Linked DNA regions of Rattus norvegicus: regions 1 and 3 are each linked to region 2. Evidence: chromatin contacts called from public Hi-C data. All regions are on one chromosome and are shown on one strand. The core of a region is the stretch at or near the end of the contact, and the rest is flanking DNA. Distances in the headings are between cores, read along the strand shown.

Region 1 (3,819 bases), core at 647-3,146, 450 kb after region 2:
TCCCCGGATGCCTTAGAAAGAGATAGTCCCACATCATTTCTTCTGCAAAGAGAAAGGTCTTTAATGGCAACTACCTATAGTCTATAGGTAAGTACCAAACACAGCCTCTTCTAGATTTCTTCCTAGGATTATTAATCCTGCAATACTCATCCATTTTCACATCGGTGCTCACTTTGAAACCGGTCACCTTTTTGGTTTTCTCTCTCAAGGCGCTTTGGTCTGAGTCTGAGCGCTGTGTGTGTTACAGGGTAAATGCTGTGAGTCTGACGATGAGCTCTCTGTGTACAGTTCATTTACCGTGTGTACGTCTTCATTTGTGTGTCAGGCGTGATGCCCGGCTCCTGCAGCTAATTACATCACAAAGGAGCAGCACAAGAGACCCGTGCGCTGGGTCAAAGGGCACTTCACGGGAATGGAATTCAGACCCGTGTTTGGAGACACCTGGGTGAGGTGGGCGTTGGTAATTTTGAGTTTCACCTACTTTACAATTGTGGGTCATTACGGGCTGCTAAAGTAAGAGGAAAATCACTCCTAACTGGGCAGCAGCTTCTAGAATCATCTAGTCCAGAGGTTCTCAACTAGGCAATTATCCACTTGAGAGGAAGGAATTTTATATATATATACATATACACACATATATATACATATATACATATACATATATGCACATATATACATATATATACATATATACATATATGGATAATTATATATATAATATATATGGATATGCATCTCTCTCTCCCGCCCCGTGTGTGTGTGTGTGTGTGTGTGTGTGTGTGTGTGTGTGTGTGTGCGTGTGTCTGTGTTCAGTGTTTGGGGGAGGTATGCCCACATCCTGGTGCACATGGACATTACTTTGGGGAGTTGGTTCTGTCCTTCCACCATTGGACACTGGGAATTGGAACTCAGGTCAGGAGCTTTGGCATTACGTAGGTACCTTTCCTTGCTGAGCCATCTCACTGACACACTCGATTTCTTTTTAAGAAGTACACCATTCAATTGACTGCCTTAACAAGGAGGTCTGTGAGCAAGACGGCCATATCATTTAAAGTTCACCTTGGAACAAGTGGAAGATAGGGGGACCACTGGGACAACATACCCAAGAAAGGATGTCCCCAAAATAAACAGGGCCAGACTGTTTATAGAAGGAGTGTTGCCCAGGTCTTTAATGAGGTGAGGTAGGAGGTTGATTTGGTAGAGTCTTCCCTCAGGAGGAAAACGTCCAAAGCCCTTCACATTTCCGGTACAAGATATGCCAAGGGATAATTTTAAACACTTTACAGGGGTGTGGACATCCTCTAATTAAAAGTCTAAACTGGTTAGCTCAGTGGTGAACAAATATCTTGTCATGCTTAAGGCCTCGAGTTCAGCATTTCAGCATCTCCCCCTCCTCTCTCTTAATAAAAGCCCGTGCTAACGACCAGGCTTCTGCACATTTGTTTGCTGTCACTTTAGATGTAGACAAACCCAGGGGGAGTACTCGCAAAATGTCTCATATGGTGCCTGTCTCCCCACCCAGCCTTTCAGAGCATGATCTTTGGGTGAAACCATGTTTGAGAGACAGATAATGGGGTCTTACATCCCTGACTGGTCTGTGAGGTCCAGTCAGTCCATTCCTTTAAAGAACTTCAAGCAGGACGCAAGAAGAAACCTGACAAGAAAACCACCTGTTTGAGGCTTCTAAAGGGAGACCTTCTCTAAGACTCCACCACGCCCACTGGCTGGGGCCCCGCCCACTGACAGACACAAACACACCCACTCCGCTCTGGTCCAGCCTACCCATGAGGGTCTTCTTAGTTCAGGCCCCACCCACCACAGACCCCACCCATCCGAGCCCGCTCTTATTCAAACCCCGCCCACCGCATATCCAGGCTCCGCCCACTCCCCGCCCTTGCTTAAGGCCGGCTGTAGCAGAGGGTCTGTGCAGAGTCCTCGGGTCTCGTGCTGTTCTAGAGACGGAGCGGACCCTAGTGCGCTTGCGCGGCGTCGTGGGCCGGGTTCCCCTGCAGCTCGGACTTGGTACGGCCGAGCGGTTGGTGCGGTCTGCAGCTGCAGCCCCGGGGCGCGCTTTTCAAATCGTGGTTGACGTGCGCCGAAATGGAAGGGCAGCTGCTGAGGGGCCTCGCCGCGCAGCAGGTGAGCGAGGCCGGGACTGGAGAGTGGCAGCCTGGACCGAGATCCGGAGCCGGGCGAGCTCCGTGGCGTTGCACGCCTGTAGGCTGCACCCGAGGAGGAGAGCGAGGGCCGGGGCTGGAGGAGGACGCCGGGGCCCTTCCCACCTGCGGGTCTTCCTAGGCTTGCAGAGGAGGTGATGCCCCGGGAGCCGGTCCCCGGTTTGCTCCCAGTGTCTTCGCAGCCTACGCAGCTGGGCATCTAGTGCAAGGTGCTGCTTTCAGCGATGTGGGCAAGCATCAGACTGTGGGGTGACCGCGGGGTGGACGCTCAAAAGGCATGTTCTTAGCTTTCCAGGAAGGTGTAAGTTTAAACGTGGATTCTTGAACAAATACTAGGAAAAAACACTGAGTTGCAAATAAATCCAGTGGGGTTTTTTTGTTTGGTTGGTTTTGTTTGTTTGTTTGTTTGTTGTTTAGCCATCTTTAGATGTGTTCAAAACCTTTTACATTTTAGTGTTGTCGAGAGTATTTCTTGGGAACCCCAGTCAAGAGTTAAAAGTATACTTTCTGTTCATTATTTTAGCACTTTAATTAAAAGAAGACCCTTATGCCCTTTTTAGCTCCATCTTCATTTCCGTTTTAATTTTCACCTCTTACCGGCTCCTGAAGTATAATAGTAATTCTATCTAGACGAAGACTGCAGGTTCACAGAATTTCTACTGCCTTGTTAGAAAGCCCTCTGTAATTCTCTGGAGAGTTGAGCCAGGCTTCAAGTTATTCTGCAAACCGTATTAGTAATCATAGGACCTGTTTTCCAGTAACATACAGAAAACTTTCAACTCTCTTGTGAAGTATTTCTTCTTATTTTGTTGTGTATTCTGGGTGTCCTGGTTGTCTTTTCTAAAGGTAGCCTTGAACTCCTGAGGCTCCGCTTGCCTCTACTTTCTTACTGTGGAGTTTATAGGAGTGCCCCACCAAGCCTGACTTTTGTGGAGCGGAGCTGGGGTCTAACCCAGTGCCTTGTGCATTCTAGGCAAGCCCTAGATCACCTGAGCCACATCCCATTCCTACGTTGATTGTCATCACAGCCTCTACTTTTACCGAACTGAATGAAGATCTGTCGAGTTTCCCGTAGGGATCCTGTGAGTGCTGATGTGGCCATCCAAGTGTGCTTATTAGTGTGTGCGACAGTGACATTTAAGGATGGTAGAGAAGAGAGGATGACAAAGCCGCTGGTATATATAGCAAATATATTAAGGCTTGTTTATGTAAATATGGCAAGATAGCAATTTCTAAGCATAATATCAAAATAATTAAAGTGTAGAACTGGCTTTTGTTTGGGTTTTGCAAATAAACAACGACATAGTAACTGGTTTCAACCTCACAGGAATAGTCGAGTCAGGAGCAGAATTTTAGACTTGACTTAGCATTGCATTTCTATTTGGTACTCGTCCCCTCCCCCCAAATGAAGTCTGTGATCTAACAGGATGAGACCAGAGGTTTAGTGGTTTGCACTCTGCTTCAGCCCGGGGGGGGGGGGGTGTTTCCGACTCTTCATGCACTGAGTGTTGGTTTTGGAGTGAGGTTGGGGTCAGATCCCATTCTGCTGTGTAATTCTCAATAACCCAGGCATCGTTCTGAGTCTAATTTCCATAGCTGCAGAACGGCTGAAATGCCTGTGGGGCTTGGTAGCCTCTGGATG
Region 2 (3,577 bases), core at 910-3,409:
GCACGTGGTAAGAGCGCGGCTATTTCTTCCTTCTCTCCCCCCTCTCGCTTCGAAACAGGGTTTTGCAGGGTTTTTCAGAGGGTGGGACACCCACAGAGGTTCCACCCTCGCTGAGCATTCTCTCCTGTCCCCTTTGAATTTGATCCCCAATTGGAAAGGAGACCGCGCACACCGCGATCGAGAAACTTTCCCAGATAATGCTTTGGGGCGTTTGAAGTCATGGAGAGGAGCATTCCCGGGAGAACAATTTTCGCGACTGACATGGGAAGAAAAGCGCTGCTCGGAGAGCGGCGACAAGCCGGCTCCCGGTGGCCCTGGGGCTCCCCTGACCATGGTACTCCAAGCGGGCAGGAGCCGGCGCGCCGCGGCCGCGGGCACCACAGGTGATGGGCGGGAGAGCGCCTGCAGCGCCGCGCTCCCTCCACGGCGTGGCGCCGTGGCTCCTGCCTACCCGGGATCCTCGCTGCTCCCGGTAGCGTGGGTCAAGAAAGAGAACTGCCTAGCTCGGGCTGGATCCCTTCGCTGCGGGACTTTGGAGCTGGGAAGGGCAGCGCAGTTTCCCAGCCCGCGCCTGCGATCCCAGGCTACGCAGGTCGCGGAGCCTCGGGCTTGGGTACCCTGCGGCAGCCGGAGCGCATCGGATGCGGGCTGGGCGTGTGGGGAGGTGGGAGCCGAAAGTCCGGAGGGCCAGCAGTTTTAGCTCTCTGAAAAGTTTTGGTCATTTAACAGGAAGATTTCTACTGGAAGGGCATGTTTGTTTGTTTGTTTGCCGAGGAAAACACGTGTGGGGGCCACGGCGACCCGAAACTGTCATTTGTTGTCACTCATCGCCGAACAAGCTCTAAGCAAGGGAGGGGAAGGCTATTCCTGGGGTAGACCTTAGGCGCCGGTGGTAGGATGCACCCTTGGAAAGTGTACGCATAGGGATGGGGCAGGGGGTTTGGTGGGTTGTGTAGGTGAGCGCAGTGTCTTCCTAGGGTATCCTGTCTGTCGCCTGGCCGGCGAGCGCACACGCGCGCGCTGTCAGGAGGGAGGTGTGTGGTGTGTAGCGTTAAGGTGTGTGGAGTGGGTTTGTCAGAGAGCAGCGGAGGAGGGAGAGTGTGTAGCGGAAGTGGAGTGTGTGTGTGTGTGTGTGTGTGTGTGTGTGTGTGTGTGTGTGTACGCGCGCGCGCGCGCAGCGGGCAGGGTGAGTGTCCAAGCTTCCATCTGGTCGCCCCCACGCAGCCGACCGCCCAGACACGCCGGGAAGGGCGCCCGCTTTGTGCAGCAGCTGGAGGGGAGGGAGCGGGAGAGCGCGGGCAGGGGGCGTGGGGGTGGGGGTGCCTCTGGCCGAGGATCTCTCTGGAAGCTCCAGCAGCTCTTCTGCTCCATTCTCTCTACCCTAACCCCTACCCTCAAGTTACCTAAAATACTTAAACAAACAAACAGCCCAGACCTGTTCCGTTTTCACTCCTGTATAAATAGCACAGACTTTCCAAAAAAGCAAGACCGCATTTACTCTTATCACCAGACACTACTTTCCACCGTGTAATTCAGAAAAAGGCAGTCAGCTTCCGTGAGTGCGGGTAATTTTTTTTTTCTTCTCTCTCTCTCTCTTTTTTTCTCTGTCTTTTTTTTTTTTTCTTTTGCTTGCGGTTTTGAGCTGCCAAGAAAGTGAAGGAGGGGTTTGACTGTAGTGTCTCGGCAGCGCTCGGTTTCTTTCCGAAGTTTAATTTTCCGGAATGGCTCCCAAACAAGGGCTGGGGAGGCGGAGCCGCCACTACCGGATCTTCTCCTTTTTTGGAAAGTCTCGGAGAACCGGAATTCCTCCCCGCCCCAAGAGACAGAGCTACCATCGCTGCCCGTGGGTTCACCCACGGCAGCCGCGTCAGGGTCGGTGATCGCGCCTTCCCCGCGCTGAACTCTGCAGTCCGGAGTCCCCGTTGCAGGCAGGGGCCGAGAGCTCCAGACCCGGGCGGTTGTCCACCGGCAGCGAATCGTTCCGGGCGAGCTCGGCGGAGCCCGCGCAGCCAAGCCCGTATGCAAATTGGCCATGTGACCGGCAAAAGCTACCAGGCCCAGCCCTGTTCCTCAGTCCATATATGGGCAGCGACGTCACGGGTTATTGAAGACCTGCCCATAAATACTCCGAGCCTAACACTTTCCGTCTGAGAGAGCAGCGATTCATTAATTGCTGGGCGAGGGGACACACTGACTGTTATAATAACACTACATCAGCAACTCCTGGCTCCCCAACAGCCGGATCCCAGGCAGGAGAGAGTCAGTGGCAGATAGCCATTTTTTTTTCTTCCTTAAGAAGCCAACAACTTGGTTGCTAGTTTTATTTCTGTTAGAATTTTTTTTTTGTGTGTGTGTGGATGTGTGGTGGTGGTGGTCTTTTCTAAGTGTGGAGGGCAAAAGGAGATACCATCCCAGGCTCAGTCCAACCCCTCTCCAAAAACGGCTTCTCTGGCACTCCAGGTAGCGAGGGAGTTGGGTCTCCAGGTTGTGCGAGGAGCAAATGATGACCGCCAAGGCCGTAGACAAAATCCCAGTAACTCTCAGTGGTTTTATGCACCAGCTGCCTGACAGCCTCTACCCGGTGGAAGACCTCGCCGCCCCGTCGGTGACCATCTTCCCCAATGGTGAACTGGGAGGCCCCTTTGATCAGATGAACGGAGTGGCTGGAGGTAAGCTGTGTGTCCTCTTCGGAGCTTGTGGGTGGGGAACGGTGGGTGTGTGGGGCTTGGTGGGGAGAATAGGGACTTGAGGTGGACGGCGCTGACCACACTGCCTCTGAAGACTGGAAGTGGGTGCAGGGGGGGCGGGGGAAAGAACGGACAAGGGCTCCTAGGCCGTGCGCGCCGCGCGGGCAGATGCACCTGGTCACCAAAAGCAACCCTCATGCCTGCGGCTCCGGGCGCGCCCAGCTTTGGCTGGACGCAGGGCTGAAGGATCACCCGCTCCTGGTTCTTGAGTCAGGTCCATCAGCAGGACTCTGCGCTTCTGGGATAGGGTTAAAGTGATGGGAAAGTTCAGCAGTCAGGCTAAAGCTGCGCCTCTGGAGAGCTAAGTGGCAGGGGAGCGCTTAGGAAACGCGCGGGCAGCGCTCTCTGGGCAGAGCCCACTCGGGGAGGCTCAACGAGCGCGTTACGCTTCTGATGCGGCTGAGAGGCACCACCCAACTTGCGCATAGCCCCGGAGTGAATGGGGTTAGCCAGACGGAGCAGGGCAAATAACAGCGGGAAGCGGCAAGGGGGAATGCCTAGGGAGGCCCGCGCTGGCTCCAGTGTGCTCCGGGTTCCTTGGCAATGCTGTGTAAAGTCGTCTTCCTCAGCCCCCGCGCCTTCCTAGAAGCCCAGACTCTTAGTCTTAGGCTAAGGCAGGGATGCGCGGGTGTCGGGCTTGGCCGAGGTTGATGGGAGGGAAGGGAACCCTAGACTCCTTCCTCCGCTGCCCGGGTTCCTACTGGCAGTCTTCAGCTGAAGCGCAGCGGGAGAGGAAGGGGGAGGTGGCACCAGGAATTAGCAGCAAGAACATCACCCACCCACTTACCCATTCTGGGGTTCCCCTCTCCCGCGGCTGGCACCTTCTGTGT
Region 3 (4,041 bases), core at 1,398-3,897, 330 kb after region 2:
TCTCTACCACCTCCCTCTCTACCATCTCTGTCTCCAACAAGAAGTCTTGAAACACTGCCTACCATTGCCCAAAAGTCCAGAGCTCCCACAGCTGGACCTGTGTCCCACATCCAGCTACACAGAACAGCAGTCAGGTGTTTACAGCCCTCACTTGACCTCGATTGCATGGTCCTGGAGCAGGTGGCATCCTTCCTGTGCATAACCAAGATGCTGACCTCCAAATAATGCTACAAAAGGATGGACTTGGAGAGAGCACATTTTTAGTACTGTTTTACTAAAAAAGAGTGTTAACCGGGGTTGGGGATTTAGCTCAGTGGTAGAGCGCTTGCCTAGGAAGTGTAAGGCCCTGGGTTCGGTCCCCAGCTCCGAAAAAAAAAAAAAAAAAAGAACCAAAAAAAAAAAAAGAGTGTTAACCATGCTGGGACTTGAACCCAGGCCCTTATGCATGCCAAGTAATCACCCTACCCACTGAGCTATACCCCCAGCCCTAAATGAATCTTTAAAAGTATATCGTTATGCCATACAGACTCCATTTTAAAAAAACATTATGCTGTTGGGGATTTAGCTCAGCGGTAGAGCGCTTGCCTAGCAAGCGCAAGGCCCTGGGTTCGGTCCCCAGCTCCGAAAAAAAAAAAAAAAAAAGAAAAGAAAAGAAAAAAAGAAAAGTTTAAAAAAACATTACGCTTATTCCATGTGTGTCTGTGTGCTTGTTGGGGTTCAAAAGATAACTTTCAGGGAACTGGTTGTCTTTCTACTATATGGAATCCAGGGATTGAACTACAGTCATTATGCTTGGCTGCAAGCTCCCTCAGCCACAGAACCACCTTACAAATCCAGTTTCCATTTAATGAGCCGTGGAGACATCCCTTTTGGTAGCTACTTCCTTGACAACAGCCAATATTCACAAGTACCTAACGTTCTTCATAAGGCACATGTGACAGCCCATCCTGACCTCCTCGGAGAACTGGAAACTTTACCAATGATGTCCCATAAATAAAAGTGACCCCATGGGTTTGTGAGCCCAAGAGAACAGGGCTTAGAATTCCTCCTGCTTTCAACCACAGTCTCTACAGCATGAACATCATCTCTTCTGTAAAGCATCAGGACACAGCGGTACTGACGCACTATAGGTTATTAAACACAAATTATTTTGATGTTTCCAAATAGCTTCACATGTGTCCCAATTCATTTCCTCAGGGAGAGTTTTCTAGAGACAAACTTATTTTGAAAAGGCAAGATGCAACACCACGGTTTTAGATATGCAATATCCAATAATTCTACTGAATAGACCGAGTAACTCCACATTGCTTTCTTTTACTCTCTTACAGTCACCAATATTTACATAACTTAGAAAATTCTACTAGGCTGGTGAGCTGTCTCAACCAGCAAAGGTACCTCTCACACAACCTGGGTTCAGTCTCTGGAGGAGAGAATCACCCTTTCAAATCGTCCTCTGACCTCGACACATATACCTCACCCTATACACAAGTAAGTAAATCTTTAAAAATAAAGACTGCAAAGTCATTACCTGAGAGCAATTAATTCCCTTTGAAGGGTCACAGCTCCTTCCTAACCTCCAGCAATTTCCTCGGTCCCTGGTACAAAGCTGGCCCTTTCTGAGGAGCCCAACCAAAACTGCATGTAGCCAGGGATGCTGAGGTCAGCATTCTTGAAGGATCTCTGCAAGAATACTGTTTCCTTCTTCTTTTTTAATATATATATATACATATATACATATGCACATTGTATATGTATATATGTCTATGCATGTCTATATATGTACTATATGTATGTGTATATGTACATTGTGTATGTATATATGTAAATATGTGCATATATATGTATGTATATATGCATGTATATATGTAATATGCATATGTGTGTATAATTTATGTGTATATGTCAATGTACATATATGTATATGTATATATGTATATGTACATATGTGCCTATATACATATGTAAATATGTATATATGCATATATATTTGTACAATTTATATGTACGTGTACATTTATGTGTATGCATATATGTATGTGTGTATGTGCATATATGTATGTGTACATATATGTATGCATGTATATGTAAATCATCTTCATTATATATAAATTCTTTGAGAATTTTAAATATTCTTGCAATTTATTTTTACCATATGCATCCACTTTAGTCTTCCCCTAACTCCTATCAAACCCATTCTTCACCCTCCCACCTCTTCCCAACTTCATATACTCCTTTCTTTTCTCTCTTTTTCTCATATAACCCAGAGTTGGACCTGTGCTCTCCCTATATCTCCTAATCTTTTTAAAACAGCTTTCAGGGATCTGACTCAGTAACACAGACACACTCTTCCTGGCACGGGAAGATTCCGGCTAACCCCTGAGATAAACAGTGGGCCAATCACCACTGCGAAACTGAGTTTCCGCATTGGCAAAGCAGAAACAATGGCTTTCTCCTGGTTGCTTGAGAGCGCATAGTGGGGCTCCTGTAAACAAACCTGGGGCTAAGGGCGAGTATTACTTTGATTGTTCAGTCTTCATCCTTAATCCAGAGTGAAGAAAGAAAGTGACTCATTCTGTCACCTACTACAGGACAGTCCTTCATTGTGGAATGTGGGCTGTTGGGAACAGCTTGAGTCCAGTTCTGAGAGGCTGAACTTCTCAGCTGGGTGCAGTGAGCTGTCTGTGCCAGTCTCCTCAGGCACAAGAGAAGTCCTTCGGGAGACAATGGTGGCCATTGTGGAGCTGGGGTGTGGCGAGAGGGGGAATGTGGGTAACGCCCACTGAACCTTTGCCAAGGACCTGCATGACAAGCAAGGGCAGTTTTTCTGATTAAGAAGTGGGAACGAAGCTAAAAGACTTGTTCCTCCCGAGGCATGGAAGCCTCAAATCTCTCCAGACAGGTGGCCAAGCCTCAGCGGGTCACGACACATGGATGCTGGGACCTCTGCCCTAGTTTCCACTTCAGTGTTTTTTTTTTTAACTGCCGTCGACCCTAGCCCTGGTCCTCCACTGAACAAATCCACCCATGAAGGAGTGAGCCAAGCTTCACCTCTCTGCCAAGCCATGAGGACCCTTGAGGCCAAATTAAACAAGCTAAAGATGAGTAGCCCAAATTGGGCAACTCGTGCGAGGGAGCGAGAACAGGCGGGGGCTGGCACAGCAAAACAATGGCTTCAAGGGGTGACACGAAGAGTCAGTGGCTGGATACCAAAGAAAAGGGAACCGGGTTGGGAAAGGTGGGAAATGGAGAGGCAGTAGAAAAAGACATGACACAATGCTTCATATATTTGGGGTATTCATTGTTTACCCTGCCTCGATCTGTTTGTGGCCAGTGTTTTCTGGGTACTATCTGAACTACAGCTCAACTGGGCCAAGGGTGGAAGAGCCTCTAAGTTGGTGGTTTTCAATCTGTGGGTCGCAGCCCCTACATACCGAATATACTGTACATCAGATATTTACAGTATGACTCATAACGGTAGCAAAATTACAGTTGTGAGGCAGTAAGGAAAATAATTTTAGGTTGGGGATGTCACTGTAACGTGAGGAACTGCATTAGGAAGGTTGAGAACCACTGCTCTTAGTATACAGGCTGTATCGTGTGATGCTGTCCCCAGCTGGGAGACACTAACCAATCTGCCCATTGTATTACGGCCGTCAGCCTTCTATAGTGAGTGGTTTGTTTCAATAAAGATCCATGTGATACCTGCGGCAAAGTGAACTCTATGTCAGGGGGCTGTGCATTTCCTAAGAAAGAAGAATTTTCATTTTTTTGTTTGTTTGTTTTGTTTTTTTTTTTCATTTCATTTTCCAAGAACAGTATCCAAGAACTGTTAACTTAGGCAGAAAGGGTGTGTTTTTGTATACCCTTCCCAGATTCGTTTTTTTTCGGCATCTTCTCTCACATACACGGTGTGGTCCTGGCTCACTGTCACTAGGGCTTTCCCTTCGTTCCTGAGCTCATTTTCTTTCCTTCTGCTGGCTTCATTTAGGGTTACATGCATCAGCAGAACAACAGCAGTTCACAGCACACCCCTCCAATGTG

What was found. Hi-C and Micro-C count contacts between places; a contact is called where the count stands out from the background.
Region 1: a contact with region 2 is called in a Hi-C map of Schwann cells, with 8 times the contacts expected there. The contact joins the promoter of Rtkn2 here to the promoter of Egr2 in region 2. A contact is called at or near these places in 7 of 12 Hi-C or Micro-C datasets (Schwann cells, frontal cortex, hepatocytes and 4 more).
Region 3: a Hi-C map of Schwann cells shows a contact between it and region 2, with 6 times the contacts expected there. The contact joins the enhancer-like site here to the promoter of Egr2 in region 2. A contact is called at or near these places in 10 of 12 Hi-C or Micro-C datasets (Schwann cells, frontal cortex, hepatocytes and 5 more) and 1 of 1 datasets of contacts at active chromatin or transcription factors (oligodendrocytes).

The regions. Positions count from the first base shown.
Region 1 is chr20:20,606,939-20,610,757 of GRCr8, reverse strand. Rtkn2 (rhotekin 2) reads left to right here and starts at 1,896. Exons shown (of 12, transcript NM_001107625.2): 1 at 1,896-2,139. The coding sequence starts at 2,101.
Region 2 is chr20:21,053,023-21,056,599 of GRCr8, reverse strand. It overlaps Egr2 (early growth response 2), which reads left to right and starts at 2,159. Exons shown (of 2, transcript NM_053633.2): 1 at 2,159-2,669. The coding sequence starts at 2,501.
Region 3 is chr20:20,727,672-20,731,712 of GRCr8, reverse strand. No RefSeq gene overlaps it. Among named protein-coding and RNA genes, the nearest start is that of Zfp365, 65 kb to the right of the region's middle. Within about 2 kb of position 2,647, at least 46 of the 93 cell types and tissues checked have an H3K27ac peak or open chromatin away from gene starts, as enhancers often do. A contact at or near this core is called in Schwann cells, where this site is marked.